Linked DNA regions of Ovis aries: region 2 is linked to region 1. A link is a contact called in public Hi-C data. All regions are on one chromosome and are shown on one strand. Each heading gives the region's core, a stretch centred on a gene start, on an enhancer-like site or on the middle of the called end of the contact. The rest is flanking DNA. Distances are from core to core; before and after follow the strand shown. Region 1 has its middle 150 kb from the start of GALNT1. Region 2 overlaps LOC132658493 (a long non-coding RNA gene).

The links. Hi-C and Micro-C count contacts between places; a contact is called where the count stands out from the background.
Region 2: a Hi-C map of hypothalamus shows a contact between it and region 1, with 4 times the contacts expected there. The contact joins two enhancer-like sites. A contact is called at or near these places in 6 of 16 Hi-C or Micro-C datasets (blood, hypothalamus, liver and 2 more).

What each region holds. Positions count from the first base shown.
Region 1 is chr23:21,709,331-21,715,923 of ARS-UI_Ramb_v3.0, forward strand. No RefSeq gene overlaps it. Among named protein-coding and RNA genes, the nearest start is that of GALNT1, 150 kb to the right of the region's middle. Within about 2 kb of position 2,786, at least 2 of the 54 cell types and tissues checked have an H3K27ac peak or open chromatin away from gene starts, as enhancers often do. A contact at or near this core is called in hypothalamus, where this site is marked.
Region 2 is chr23:22,031,090-22,037,682 of ARS-UI_Ramb_v3.0, forward strand. The region is part of intron 1 of LOC132658493 (a long non-coding RNA gene); the gene reads left to right. Among named protein-coding and RNA genes, the nearest start is that of ZNF24, 43 kb to the right of the region's middle. Within about 2 kb of position 2,327, at least 17 of the 54 cell types and tissues checked have an H3K27ac peak or open chromatin away from gene starts, as enhancers often do. A contact at or near this core is called in hypothalamus, where this site is marked.

The sequences.
Region 1 (6,593 bases), core at 1,536-4,035:
ATATTTATAATTGTTATATCATCTTCTTGGATTGATCCTTTGATCATTATGTAGTGTCCTTCTTTGTCTGTTTTCACAGCCTTTGTTTTAAAGTCTATTTTATCTGATATGAGTGTTGCTACTCCTGCTTTCTTTTGGTCTCTCTTTGTGTGGAATATCTTTTTCCAGCCCTTCACTTTCAGTCTGTATGTGTCCCTTGTTTTGAGGTGGATCTCTTGTGGACAACATATATAGGGGTCTTGTTTTTGTATCTATTCAGCCAGTCTTTGTCTTTTGGTTGGGGCATTCAACCCATTTACATTTAAGGTAATTATTGATAAGTATGATCCTGTTTCGATTTACTTTATTGTTTTGGGTTTGAGTTTATACACCCTTTTTGTGTCCTGTCTAGAGAAGATCCTTTAGCATTTGTTGGAGAGCTGGTTTGGTGGTGCTTAATTCTCTCAGCTTTTGCTTGTCTGTAAAGCTTTTGATTTCTCCTTCATATTTGAATGAGATCCTTGCTGGGCTGTAGGTTATTTTCTTTCATCACTTTAAGAATGTCTTGCCATTCCCTCCTGGCCTGAAGAGTTTCTATTGAAAGATCAGCTCTTGTCCTTATGGGAATCCCCTTGTGTGTTATTTTGTTGTTTTTCCTTGCTGCTTTTAATATTTGTTCTTTGTGTTTGATCTTTGTTAATTTGATTAATATGTGTCTTGGGGTGTTTTGCCTTGGGTTTATCCTATTTGGAACTCTCTGGGTTTTTTGGACTTGAGTGATTATTTCCTTCCCGATTATTTCCTCAAGTATTTTCTCATGGTCTTTCTTTTGTCTTCTTCTTCTGAGACTCCTATGATTTGAATGTTGGGGCATTTAACATCTCAGAGATCTCTGAGATTGTCCTCATTTCTTTTACTTAGTTTTTCTTTTTTCCTCTCTGATTCATTTATTTCTACCATTCTATCTTCTACCTCACTAATCCTATCTTCTGCCTCCGTTATTCTACTATTTATTCCCTCCAGAGTGTTTTTTATCTCATTTATTGCATTATTCATTATATATTGACTCTTTTTTATTTCTTCTAGGTCCTTGTTAAACCTTTCTTGCATCTTCTCAATCCTTGTCTCCAGGCTATTTATCTGTGATTCTATTTTGTTTTCAAGATTTTAGATCATTTTCACTATCATTATTCGGAATTCTTTATCAGGTAGATTCCCTATCTCTTCCTCTTTTGATTGGTTTGGTGGGCATTTATCCTGTTCCTTTACCTGCTGGGTATTCCTCTGTCTCTTCATCTTGTTTATATTGCTGTGTTTGGGGTGGCCTTTCTGTATTCTGGCAGTTTGAGGAGTTCTCTTTATTGTAGAGTTCCTCGCTGTGGGTGGGGTTGTACAGGTGGCTTGTCAAGGTTTCCTGGTTAGGGAAGCTTGTGTCAGTGTTCTGGTGGGTGGAGCTAGATTTCTTCTCTCTGGAGTGCAATGAAGTGTCCAGTAATGAGTTATGAGATGTCAGTGGGTTTGGAGTGACTTTGGGCAGCCTGTATATTGAAGCTTAGGGCTATGTTCCTGTGTTGCTGGAGAATTTGCATGGTATGTCTTGCTCTGGAACTTGTTGGCCCTTGGTGGTGCTTGGTTTCAGTGTAGGTATGGAGGTGTTTGATGAGTTCCTGTCGATTAATATTCCCTGGAGTCAGTAGTTCTCTGGTGTTCTCAGGATTTGGACTTAAGCCTCCTGCTTCTGGTTTTCAGTCTATTTTTACAATAGCCTCAAGACTTCTCCATCTATACAGCACCATTGATAGAACATCTATGTTAGAGATGAAAAGTTTCTCCACAGTGAGGGACACACAGAGAGGTTCACAGAGTTACGTGGAGAAGAGAAGGGGGAGGAGGGAGATAGAAGTGACCAGGATGAGATGAGGTGGAATCAAAAGAGGAGAGAGCAAGCTAACCAGTAATTACTTCCTTATGTGCGCTCCACAGTCTGGACTGCTCAGAGATCTTCACAGAGTTATATAGAGAAGAGAAGAGGGAGAAAGGAGACAGAGGTGGCCAGGAGGATAAAGAGGGGAATCAGAAGGAGAGAGACAGATCCAACCAGTAATCAGTTCCCTAAATGTTCTCCCCAGCCCAGAACACACAAAGAGATTCACAGAGTTGGGTAGAGAAGAAAAGAAGGAGGGAGGAGATAGAGGTGACCTGGTGGAGAAAAAGAAGAGTCCAAAGGGGGAGAGAGCAGTCAAGCCAGTAATCTTGTTCCCAAGTGAAAATGGGTACTGAAGATTGGGTTCTTAAAGGTACAAAATTGATAACAAATACCAAAAAGATTAAAAATCTAGAGTAGAGGTTGGATTTTTAATAATACAATATTAAAGAAAAAAAAGACAAAGTCACAAAAATTATAAAATATGTATATATGAAGTTTGCTTTAAAAAAACAGGTCTCTCTTTTTGCAAAGTAATAGTAGGTTATAAAAATGAAAATTAAAGGAGTAATAGAGGACTTGAAATTAAAAAAATATTTTTTAAATTAAAGAATGATAGTAAAAATGGTACAAATATACCTAGCACTTCCTCTGGTGGTGTTGTGAGCAGTGTGGGGTCAGTTAATTTCAGATAGTTCCTTGATCCAGCTTACATTTCTCAAGATCTATAGGCTCCTTCCTATGTAGTCGGTGCTAACTACAGGGTTTTAGTCTATTGCACCTGCCACTTCCAAGGCAGTTCCCTCTGTTTCAGCTTCTTCTGTTTGCTGGTCTCTTCAGTGTCTAATTTCCGCCCTGACTCAAGGGGGCAGTGGTGGACACTTTTTTAAGCTCACTTGTTCAGTCGTGCTGTGGGGAGGGAGGGACGCTGCAAACAAGTAACACTGGCGTGTGCTCGCAGTGTCTCGGCCACACTGGGTTTGCCCCACTCACAGTGTGTGTGGTTTCCCTGCCTACACTGCTGAGGCTCTAGGTTGCTCCGCTGGGAACTGTCTGAGGCCGGCTTGGGCTGCATGCACCTCCCAGGTCTAAGCCGCTCAGGTTCAGGCACTCAGATAGTCCTCAGAGGTGCAGACTCGGTTGGGCCTGCATTTTGTGCCCTTCCCAGGTCCGAGCAGCTCAGGTGACCAGGTGTTTGGCGAGCACGGTCGTTGCGACTTATCGCCTCCCCCGTCCCTGCCGCTTGGTTTTCTGGGTGTACAACCGGCATACCTTCTCAGGCAGAAGTTGACCATCCAGAGTCCCAAGAAGTCTTGGTTAGCAACGAAGCCTGCTTGCAGTTTGGTAGATAATGCCTCTCTGGGGCCGCGATTGCCCTCTTCCGGCTCTGGCTGCCCTCGCCTGCCTGTCACCGGAGGGGCATGGCTGGTCTGCAGCTGGCTAGCTCTGCTCCATCTTTTGTTCTGTGAGCGGGCCTGACGGTGTCCCAGGTCAGGGCCTTTGTTCCGTGAGCGGTCCTGGTGGTGTCTTAGGTTCCTTAGGTTCCTTGCATGGTAGTTATCGCACAGTCTGGTTTGCTAGCCCATGTTAGTTCCCTCAGATTGCCCTTGGGGCATTCAGGCCAAGTCCTTACTCTAAGCAATGCAGCCCCCACCTCCCTGCCCAGCCCTCACTTGCTAGTGGCGGATGCAGGCGTCTGTGCTGCTTCTCTGCTGGAAGTTACCACTGGGCAAGTAATCTGTGTGTTTTGATTACTTATTTTTCCTCCCTGTTATGTTGCCCTCTGTGGTTCCAAGGCTTGCCACAGACTCAGCAGTGAGAGTATTTCCTGGTGTTTGGAAACTTCTCTCTTTTTAAAGACTCCCTTCCCAGGATGGCTCCTTCCAGCTGATTTATAGATTGTGTGATGTCCTTTGAGTTGCTCCCTCTTGACAACTGAACTTGCACAGTGTGATAACCTAGTGATTGCACTGTTTTCATCAGTCACATTTTTACAAATAGGTAGACTCATTCATTGGAGAAGGCGATGGCACCCCACTCCAGTACTCTTGCCTGGAAAATCCCATGGACGGAGGAGCCCGGTGGGCTGCAGTCCATGGGGTCATGAAGAGTCGGACACGACTGAGCGACTTCCCTTTCCCTTTCCCAGGACAGACCTCCATTCCTACCTCTTTTGTCTCTCTTTCATCTTTTATGTTTTTTCCTACCTCCTTTCGAAGACAATGGGCTGCTTTTCTGGGTGCCTGATGTCCTCTGCTGGCATTCAGAAATTGTTTTGTGGAATTTACTCAGTGTTCAGATGTTCTTTTGATGAATTTCTGGGGGAGAAAGTGGTCTCCCGTCCTATTCCTCTGCCATCTTAGGACCACCCCACCCTGCATGTGTCTTTGTATTTGAGCTCACTCTCATCGTATTGACCTGACTTTCATTACGGATATGGGAGAAGCACATGCTTGTTATTTTTGGTCAATAATGAGAAATCTAATCCTGATTTAAAAATCTCATCTGTACATTCAGGACACAAAGAGAATGAGTGTTAAAAACATAATTGCTTTACTTGAACTGAAAAATGTTAACCTCAGTAAACTGATGTTATATACATTTAAATAGTATAGTATCTTGAGCAAACTGTTTAAAAAATACTATACAAAGAAGTGAATTTAAAAACTATAAGAAATTAAAAACTCTAGAAAAACAGAGACATTACTTTGCTGGCAAAGTCCATCTAGTCAAAGCTATGTTTTTTCCAGTAGTCATGTATAGATGTGAAAGTTGGACCATAAAGCTGAGTACCGAAGAATTGAGGCTTTTGAACTGTGGTGTTGGAAGAAGACTCTTGAGCGTCCCTTGGACTGCAAGGAGATCCAACCAGTCCATCCTAAAGGAAATCAATCCTGAATATCCATTGGAAGGACTGATGCTGAAGCTCCAGTACTTTGGCCACCTGATGCAAAGAACTGGCTTACTGGAAAAGACTTTGATGCTGGGAAAGATTTAGGGCAAGAGAAAAGAGGGAGACAGAGGATGAGATGGTTGAATGGCATCATTGACTCAATGGACATGAGTTTGAGCAAACTCCAGGAGATAGTGAAGAACAGGGAAGCCTGGCGTGCTTCAGTCCATGGGGTCACAAAGAGTCTGAGGACACGACTGAATGACTGAACTGAACTGAAGGAACCGTGGAAGTCTAAGAGCTACAGGATGGAATTCTGGTTTCCAGTTCCACATGCAAGGAGCTTGAAAGTCACCATCCATTCTAACAATGTATAAAAAGCTAAACAGGCTGGAAAATCAACACTTCTTCTTGGATCCATAGAAGGAGGACAGGGCAAACCACTGCCCCAAGATTGAAGAGTCAGGTGGATACAGGAAGTTGCAGTTTACCCCTGCTTACCAGAGGAGTAGGCTCATGAGCAGAATTCACTGCAGGAACTGGTGACAGGCTAGGAAAATCTGAACTGTGATTGCTGGAGGCTCAGAGTGGACAAATCTGAGAGTTAAAAACTCCAGGGCACCCAGGCACAGAGGGACCGCCACAATACTGTGTGATTTACACTCAGGAGCTCAATCAGATCCCCGCAGTAAATATCAGAGAAAAATTACCCCAGGGCATCTGGCACGAGGGGTAAAGAACCCATTTTGAAATATGCCAAGAAATCTGTTCTTAACAAGACCTACCCTCAGGAGAAACTAACAAGTTATTTTATAGAATATCAAAAAGCTGATTCTAAAGTTCATATGGAGAGACAACAGACTAAGAACAGCCAGCACAAAATTGAAGGAGAAAAACAGTATTGGGGGCTGATTCCACCTGACTTCAAGACTTATTATATAGCTGCGATAATTAAGAGAGCAGGATATTGGTGAAAGACAGATCAAAAGCCTGAAAATAGAGACCCATAAGTATGGTCAACTAATCCTTGACGAAGAAGCAAAGGCAATATGATGGAGCAAAGATAGTCTGTTCAATAGTTGATGCTAGAACAACTGGATATCTACATACAAAATAAGATGAACCTGGACCCAGACCTTATACCCGTCACATAAGTTAACTTAAAGTAGATCACAGATCTGTTCTGTTTTGTAATTTTACTTATTTATTTTTGGCCATGCTGGGTCTTCATTGCTGTGTGCACTCTTTTCTAGTTGTGGCGAGTGGGGTTGTTCTCTAGTTGCTGTGCACGGGCTTCTCATTGCAGTGGCTTCTTCTGTTGTGGAGCTTGAGCTCTACGGGGCATGGTCTTCGGTAAATACAGCATATCGGCTCAGCAGTTGTGGCTCTCAGGTTCTAGAACATAGGGCTCAGTAGTTGTGACTCGGGTTCTAGAGCACAGGCTCAGTAGCTGTGGCCCGTGGGCTTAGTTGCTCTGTGGCACGTGGGATCTTCCTGGATCAGGGATTGAACATGTGTCTCCTTCGTTGGCAAACAGGTTCTTTACCACTGAGCCACCAGGAAAGCCCTGGGTCGTAGATCCAAATGTAGAATGCAAAACTATAAACCTCCTAGAAAATAGCATTGGGGAAAAACCTATGTTATTTGGATAGGTTTATAGACTTTGGATATTGTGGTGCCTCTTTTAGATAGAATGACAAAGACATAATCCATGAAAAAAATAATTGATAAGTTCAACTTCATTAAAGTTTAGAAACTTCTGCTCTGTGAAAGATAGTATCAAGAAAATGGATAGAC
Region 2 (6,593 bases), core at 1,077-3,576, 320 kb after region 1:
CCATGTCTTCCACGTTAAACTTCCTTGCCTGCAACCAGCAAATGCCAGTCTCCACATCCTTTCTTCTCTGAGAGCTAGAACAAACAGCACGTGTTCATGAAATGTTGAAGGTGCCCCTAGTCATCAGATACGCTCCTGCTTTAGCTGGCCACTCTCTAAAACTGAGACCATCAGCCTCACCAACGCTTAGGATGTCCATAGACCCCTTGGGCTCTAGGCAAGCCATTCTGGGGCAGGGAGTGGGAGTTGATACTCATTTTTAAATCCAACATAGTTAACTTTCATGTGTTGGTAGATTTTTTAAAAATAATTTCCATTTATATGAAGATTTTTTTTTGGAGTTTTTCTCCTCTTTCCTAATCCTTGAATTTTTTTTTTTTTCCACCAGCCTATAGCACTTCTAAATAATTCAGACACTGTCCAATCCCACCTACGCTGTCCTGGGGTGGAACTTCATCTCAGAACCACTGGTGCTGTAATATACATGTGATCAGTTGCCATTATAGTCTGGTGAGAGGCAGAACTCCATGAGCGTTCCTATTTACAGGGTGACTAGATATCACCCTGGCTTTGACGTACTACCACCATGGAGCATTTAAACAAAAAGTAGGCTTTTAGTCACGCTGCAACCTCACCCACCGTAGAAACACCTTCCCTGCAGCTACTGCTCCATCTGGTTACTTATGAGTCACCAAAGATCCTCTTGTCATAGCAGGTCTAGTTGTTCAGTAGCTCAGTTATGTCCGACCCTTTGCGACCCTGTGAACTGCAGCATGCCAGGCTTCCCTGTCCTTCCACTATCTCCCGGATGAGTTGCTCAAACTCATGTCCACTAAGTCAATGATGCCATCCAACCATCTCATCCTCTGTCGCCCTCCTTCTCTTCCAGCCCTCAATCTTTCCCAGCATCAGGGTCTTTTCCTATGAGTTGGCTCTTTGCATCAGGTGGCCAAAGTATTAGAGCTTCAGCTTCAGCATCAGTCCTTACATGAATATTCAGGGTTGAGTTCCTTTAGGATTTATAGGTTTGATTTCCTTGCAGTCCTAGGGACTCTCAAGAGTCTTCTCCAGGACCACAATTCAAAAGCATCAATTCTTTGGTGCTCAGCCTTCTTTATCATCCAACTCTCACATCCATACGTGACTACTGGAAAAACCATAGCTGTGACTATAAGGACCTTTGTCAGCAAAGTGACGTCTCTACTTTTTAAGGTGCTGTCTAGGTTTGTCATAGTTTTTCTCCCAAGGAGCAAGCGTTTTTTAATTTCATGACTCCAGTCACCGTGTGCAGTGATTCTGGAGTCCAAGGAAATAAAATCTGTCACCGTTTCCACTTTTTCCCCATCTATTTGCCATGAAGTGATGGGACTGGATGCCATGATCTTTGTTTTTTGAATGTTGAGCTTTAAGCCAGCTTTTCAACAACAATAATGAAAACTTTAAATTTCATTCTTGGGCTGGGTTTCCCATCCCACCTGCAGGGGGAAACATTCTAATGCTTTTCTCTTTTCCCTCCAACCTCTTTTATGACTTTCATCCCATCCTTTGCTGTGACCTTGCAGGGTGGAGGGGAAGGAAGGGCAGGAAGTGCTTGTATAACTTGGAATTCCGTGATGCTCTGGCACCAGCCCTCCCCATAAAGCAAGTCCTTTCTTCCCTGAGGTATTTTTGTGGATTCTTCAATGATCTCCTAGTCTCTGGGGATCTCTTTGCAGTCTGTCACTCAAGACTCCTGCCTCAGCCTCCAGGTGTCTGATGCAGCCTCAGAACTGTGGGGTTCTGAGTGTCGGGGAGCCTTCTCGGTTGGGATACAAGCTGACCCCAGGCCAGCTTTCTCATTTGAGTGGCTGAGCCTGGTCCTTAGGAAACACTCGTGCCTTCCCTCGGTCACTTGGGAAAATAGCACCTGGGTCCAAACTGGGCTGACGGGAGCCCTCTTCTCGGTCGTGCTGTGCTTCAAGGCACATGCAGTGTGTGAAGGGTTTACTCATGGCTGCTGTTGTTCTAAAGCAGGAAGGCAGCAAAAATGCCAGGAAACAGAAATGTCTTAGGGGAAGGGACAACCTGACCAGCTGGACACGTCAGTGAAGGTTCCGCCTCCCCTCAGGCCCAGAAACACTGCCCCATTGTAGGCTGAGTAAGATTTTGTTCCAGAATAGAAATGAAAACACGTGCATACACCAGGTGGCTTTCAGAGCAACCAATACAGTGTCCTTTGACCCATATTCATATCTAGAAACCTGACTGCGAGCAGAGGTCGTGAGGTCTCCTCTGGACGCCACTTGTCTGGGGCCGACTCCCCAGATGGCAAAGCCACTGCACCCAGAACTGAAACCACTCAGAGGAATTTAGCACAAAGAGCTGCTGGGAGGTGTCACAGGGCGGGGTAGGGTGCGTGGGGGTTGCCAGAGGAGATAAACAGAAGAGGGAAGTTATCAGGATTGAGTCACTAGCTTGCCCAGCGGGTATGGCAGGTCATATCTGAGAAACTCAGAGTGGAGCTTGAAGGAGCCTCCTGGAGATCATTCAGTCTGCCCTTGGCAATCCCACTTGAGTGTCACAGACGAAGAAAAAACAGATAATAATAATGGTGGGGTGGGGATTTAGTCGCTAAGTCATGTCTGACTCTTGGGACTCTATGGACTGTATAGCCCGCCAGGCTCCTCTGTCCATGGAATTTTCCAGGCCAGAATACTGGAGTGGGTTGCCATTTCCTCCTCCAAGGGATCTACCCGACCCACGGATTGAACATGTGTCTTCTGCATTGCAGGCAGGTTCTTCACCAACTGAGCCACCAGGGGAAGCCCCAGTAATAATAATACCTGCATTTTTTTTTTAAGCACTTCCTTTTAGCGTAAGCGATTTCCTAGGTGCTTAGGAAAGACTGTCTCATTTATTGTTACCTCCTTTACTTCTCAGGACAATCCCACGCGGTAATTGCTCACTGGCTTCATTTTACAGATGGGGGCACGGAGATTCCGAGAGGTCCTTTCACTTGCCCAGGTGCCCGGGCAGGAAGGGCGGCACCAGGAGGCGGGCCTGTGCACGCGACCCTGTGATTCCCCAACACCATCACACTGTACGGTGGACAAGCTCACTTAGAACCAGATTTAAGATCTGCAAGGATGGTGCAGACGTTTTCACACTTTAGGCTCAGAGTCCGTGAGCAGTGTCGTTGCTTTGGAAATATCAGATTGAAATGCCCAGGGTACAGTGTGAAGACGAGGACACCAAGGGAAAAGGAGAGGTGTGAAAGCATGCCAGCCATATTCACCAGAGCCCCAGTTCAGTTCAGTTCAGTGCAGTCGCTCAGTCGTGTCTGACTCTTTGCGACCCCATGAATCGCAGCACCCCAGGCCTCCCTGTTCATCACCATCTCCCGGAGTTCACTCAGACTCACGTCCATCGTGTCCGTGATGCCATCCAGCCATCTCATCCTCTGTCGTCCCCTTCTCCTCCTGCCCCCAATCCCTCCCAGCATCAGAGTCTTTTCCAATGAGTCAACTCTTCTCATGAGGTGGCCAAAGTACTGGAGTTTCAGCTTTAGCATCATTCCTTCCAAAGAAATCCCAGGGTTGATCTCCTTCAGAATGGACTGGTTGGATCTCCTTGCAGTCCAAGGGACTCTCAAGAGTCTTCTCCAACACCAACCAGAGCCCCAGGGGTCCTGCAAATCAGTCCCTTTTGAGAAACGGAATATTTCCTGCCATATCAGGAAACAAAGATGTCACAGTCATCAACTTCAGTGTGAGTTCCTGGGGCCTAAGGGCACTCAGGGCAGAAGATCCCCTGGAGGAGGTCATGGAAATCTGCTCCAGTATTCTTTTTTTTTTTAATTATTTATTTTAATTGGAGGATAATTACTTTACAATATTGTGGTGGGTTTTGCCATACATCGATGTGAATCAGTCACAGGTACACATGTGCCCCCTATCCTGAACCCCTCCCTCCCGTATTCTTGCCTGGAGAAAATCCCATGGACAGAGGAGCCTGGCAGGCTACAGTCCATAGGGTCCCAAGAGTCGGACACGACTGAACGACTAACATTTCACAAAGTACCTTTAGATCTCCTTACACTACGGCACCAAGAATATCTGATTGCATCTCTGAGTCAGATTCCATTACACCAGTTAAGCTGTTTCCTATGCCTAAAAACTAGACTCTATCAATCCCTTCCACTATTTAACACTCGGGGTGGTTGTCATGATGGGGAAACATCCGTAAACCCAGGGGTTCTGTTCATAGTAGGGTTAGTAAAACACACACACACACACACACACACACACACACACACACACATACCCTGACTCACATCACACGTGCCCCAGACCCCACGGGGCCCTGGAGGATGGGGGTAAGTCCCACAGGAGGATGATCACACTGTAGGCTGTGATATTTTTTAAGTCAACACTTTGCAGGCCTCTAGAGAGGGAGCTGACGGGGCAACAGGTGTGAGACCAGGGGGAAGAAGGGCGGCAATCTTGGCATTGAGGAGGACCGGCCAGGAGAGAAGAGGTGAGAGGTCAGGGAGCAGACCCTCGAGGAGCAGGAAGGCCTGAAAGAAAGCACCAGTCTCTAGGAGGGACTGAAGCGACTTAGCAGCAGCAGAAACAGCAGCAGCAGCTAGGAAGGAAGGGCTCTGGACAAGGAAAGGCCTCTGCGAGGAGAGACTGAACTACACCTGAGAAGGTCTTGGGCTGGGGGATTTGGGGGGCAATGGGCAGGGGATAACTGCGTGAAGGTCATGGGCCCTTGAGGGTACAGAGCAGATTTCAAGGGACAAAGAAAGGAGAACAGACCTCAGAAACTGCCCAGTGTTTGCAGGCAGTGTTGTCTGCGGCCTCGGGTCTGCTGGTGTAGAATTTCCTACGTTCCCACAGCAACCCCCACCCCCACCCCGCCCTCGGTGCCCCCACAGTGGAGCTGTGCATGCGCAGTCCACGCCACCGCTCTGCTTCATTCAAACACATCGCCCCCAAGCGTTGCAACCTCTCCGAAGGAACACCCCAACTCATCGTCCGCGGGACTCCTTGCGCCCTTAGCACGCCCTCCAAATGTGTTATTTTTGTTCCCTCTGTGAGTTTGTGTTCCCACCAGATTGTGAGTACTTAAGTCGTGACTTCTTCATCTGGGTATCCCTTCAACAGCTTCCCGACCCCAAAGACAGTTGTTTAGATATTAACAATAATAGTTTGTCAACTCTACCCAGATGGGAGTAAGTGGTCATCCCCGGCCACAGCCAAAGGCACGAGTGAAACAATGGACTTGAAAATCGTATTCACCTTGCGCCCTCTTGTGGAGGAGAAGGCAAAAACACTGTATTACTTCAGTGGACCATTTCACCTTCTCCTCTAATTATAGTGATAATGCAATATTGAGTTAAAATATATTGGAATACAAATATGGGCTTCCCAGGTGGTGCTAGTGGTAAGAACCCGCCTGCCAATGCAGGAGAAACAAGAGACGCGGGTTCCATCTCTGGGTCAGGAAGATCCCCGGAGGAGGGCACAGCAACCAACTCCAGTATTCTTGCCTGGAGAATCCCATGCACAGAGGAGCCTGGTGGGCTATAATCCATAGAGTTGCAAAGAGTCGGACAAGACTTAGGCGACTCAGCACACACACACACAGAAATACAAATATATCTTTCAATATTTAATTTTAATTTAATATTATCATACATTTAAATGATGACTCTAAATATAGGTATAATACAAAATTAGTCATCTTTTCCATTTTATGATTTTGTAAGCATTGTTCACAGGTGGGCCAGAAATTGTTATATATTTTCTTTCTGGTGATACCCTTGTATGTTCTTGCTCTTGGAAGATCATTACATTGCTTCTTTTTTATTTGCTTAGTTTTCTAGGTGTTGTCAACATTAATGGTCAGACTCTCTTGATGAAGCTGTAAGGGTCTCTCAGTATTGTTAAACAAATCTGGAACCTTCAACAATACTATTAAACGTTACTGAAACTGAGTAGGAAGGTGGGGAAAAATAAGTGAAGGAGATTAAGAGGTACAAACCTCTAGTTATAAAATAAATAAGCTACAGGGATAGAATATACAGCATAAGGAATATAGCCCACAATTTTGTATTATCCTTGTGTGGGGACAGATGGTTACTAGATCTATTGCATAATCATTTCATAATGTATGCGAAAGTCAAATCACTATGTACTATACTTAAAACTAACATAACATCGTACATTAACCGTATTTCAATAAAAGTTAAAAATAAATTTTTTATTTTTTATAAAAGTATACTTGATTTATAATATCATGTTAGTTTCAGGTATACAGCATAGGGACTCAGTATTTTTGCAGATTATATTCCATTATAGCTTATTACAAGATAATGGATATGCTAAACAGTATATCCTTTAAATTAAAATATTTTAAAATAAAACTGAATGGAGCTATCCTCAGTGCCGCCACTTGAAATGAGATTATTAACCCATCATCTGGTGCACAGCTAAAATCCCGAGATCCCACACTTGCTTACTTTTTTTCAGTATTTTGATGAATAGAAGTTCTGAATTTTAAGAAGACAAAATTGTCATTTTTTTTTCCTTTTTTGGTTACTGCTTTTA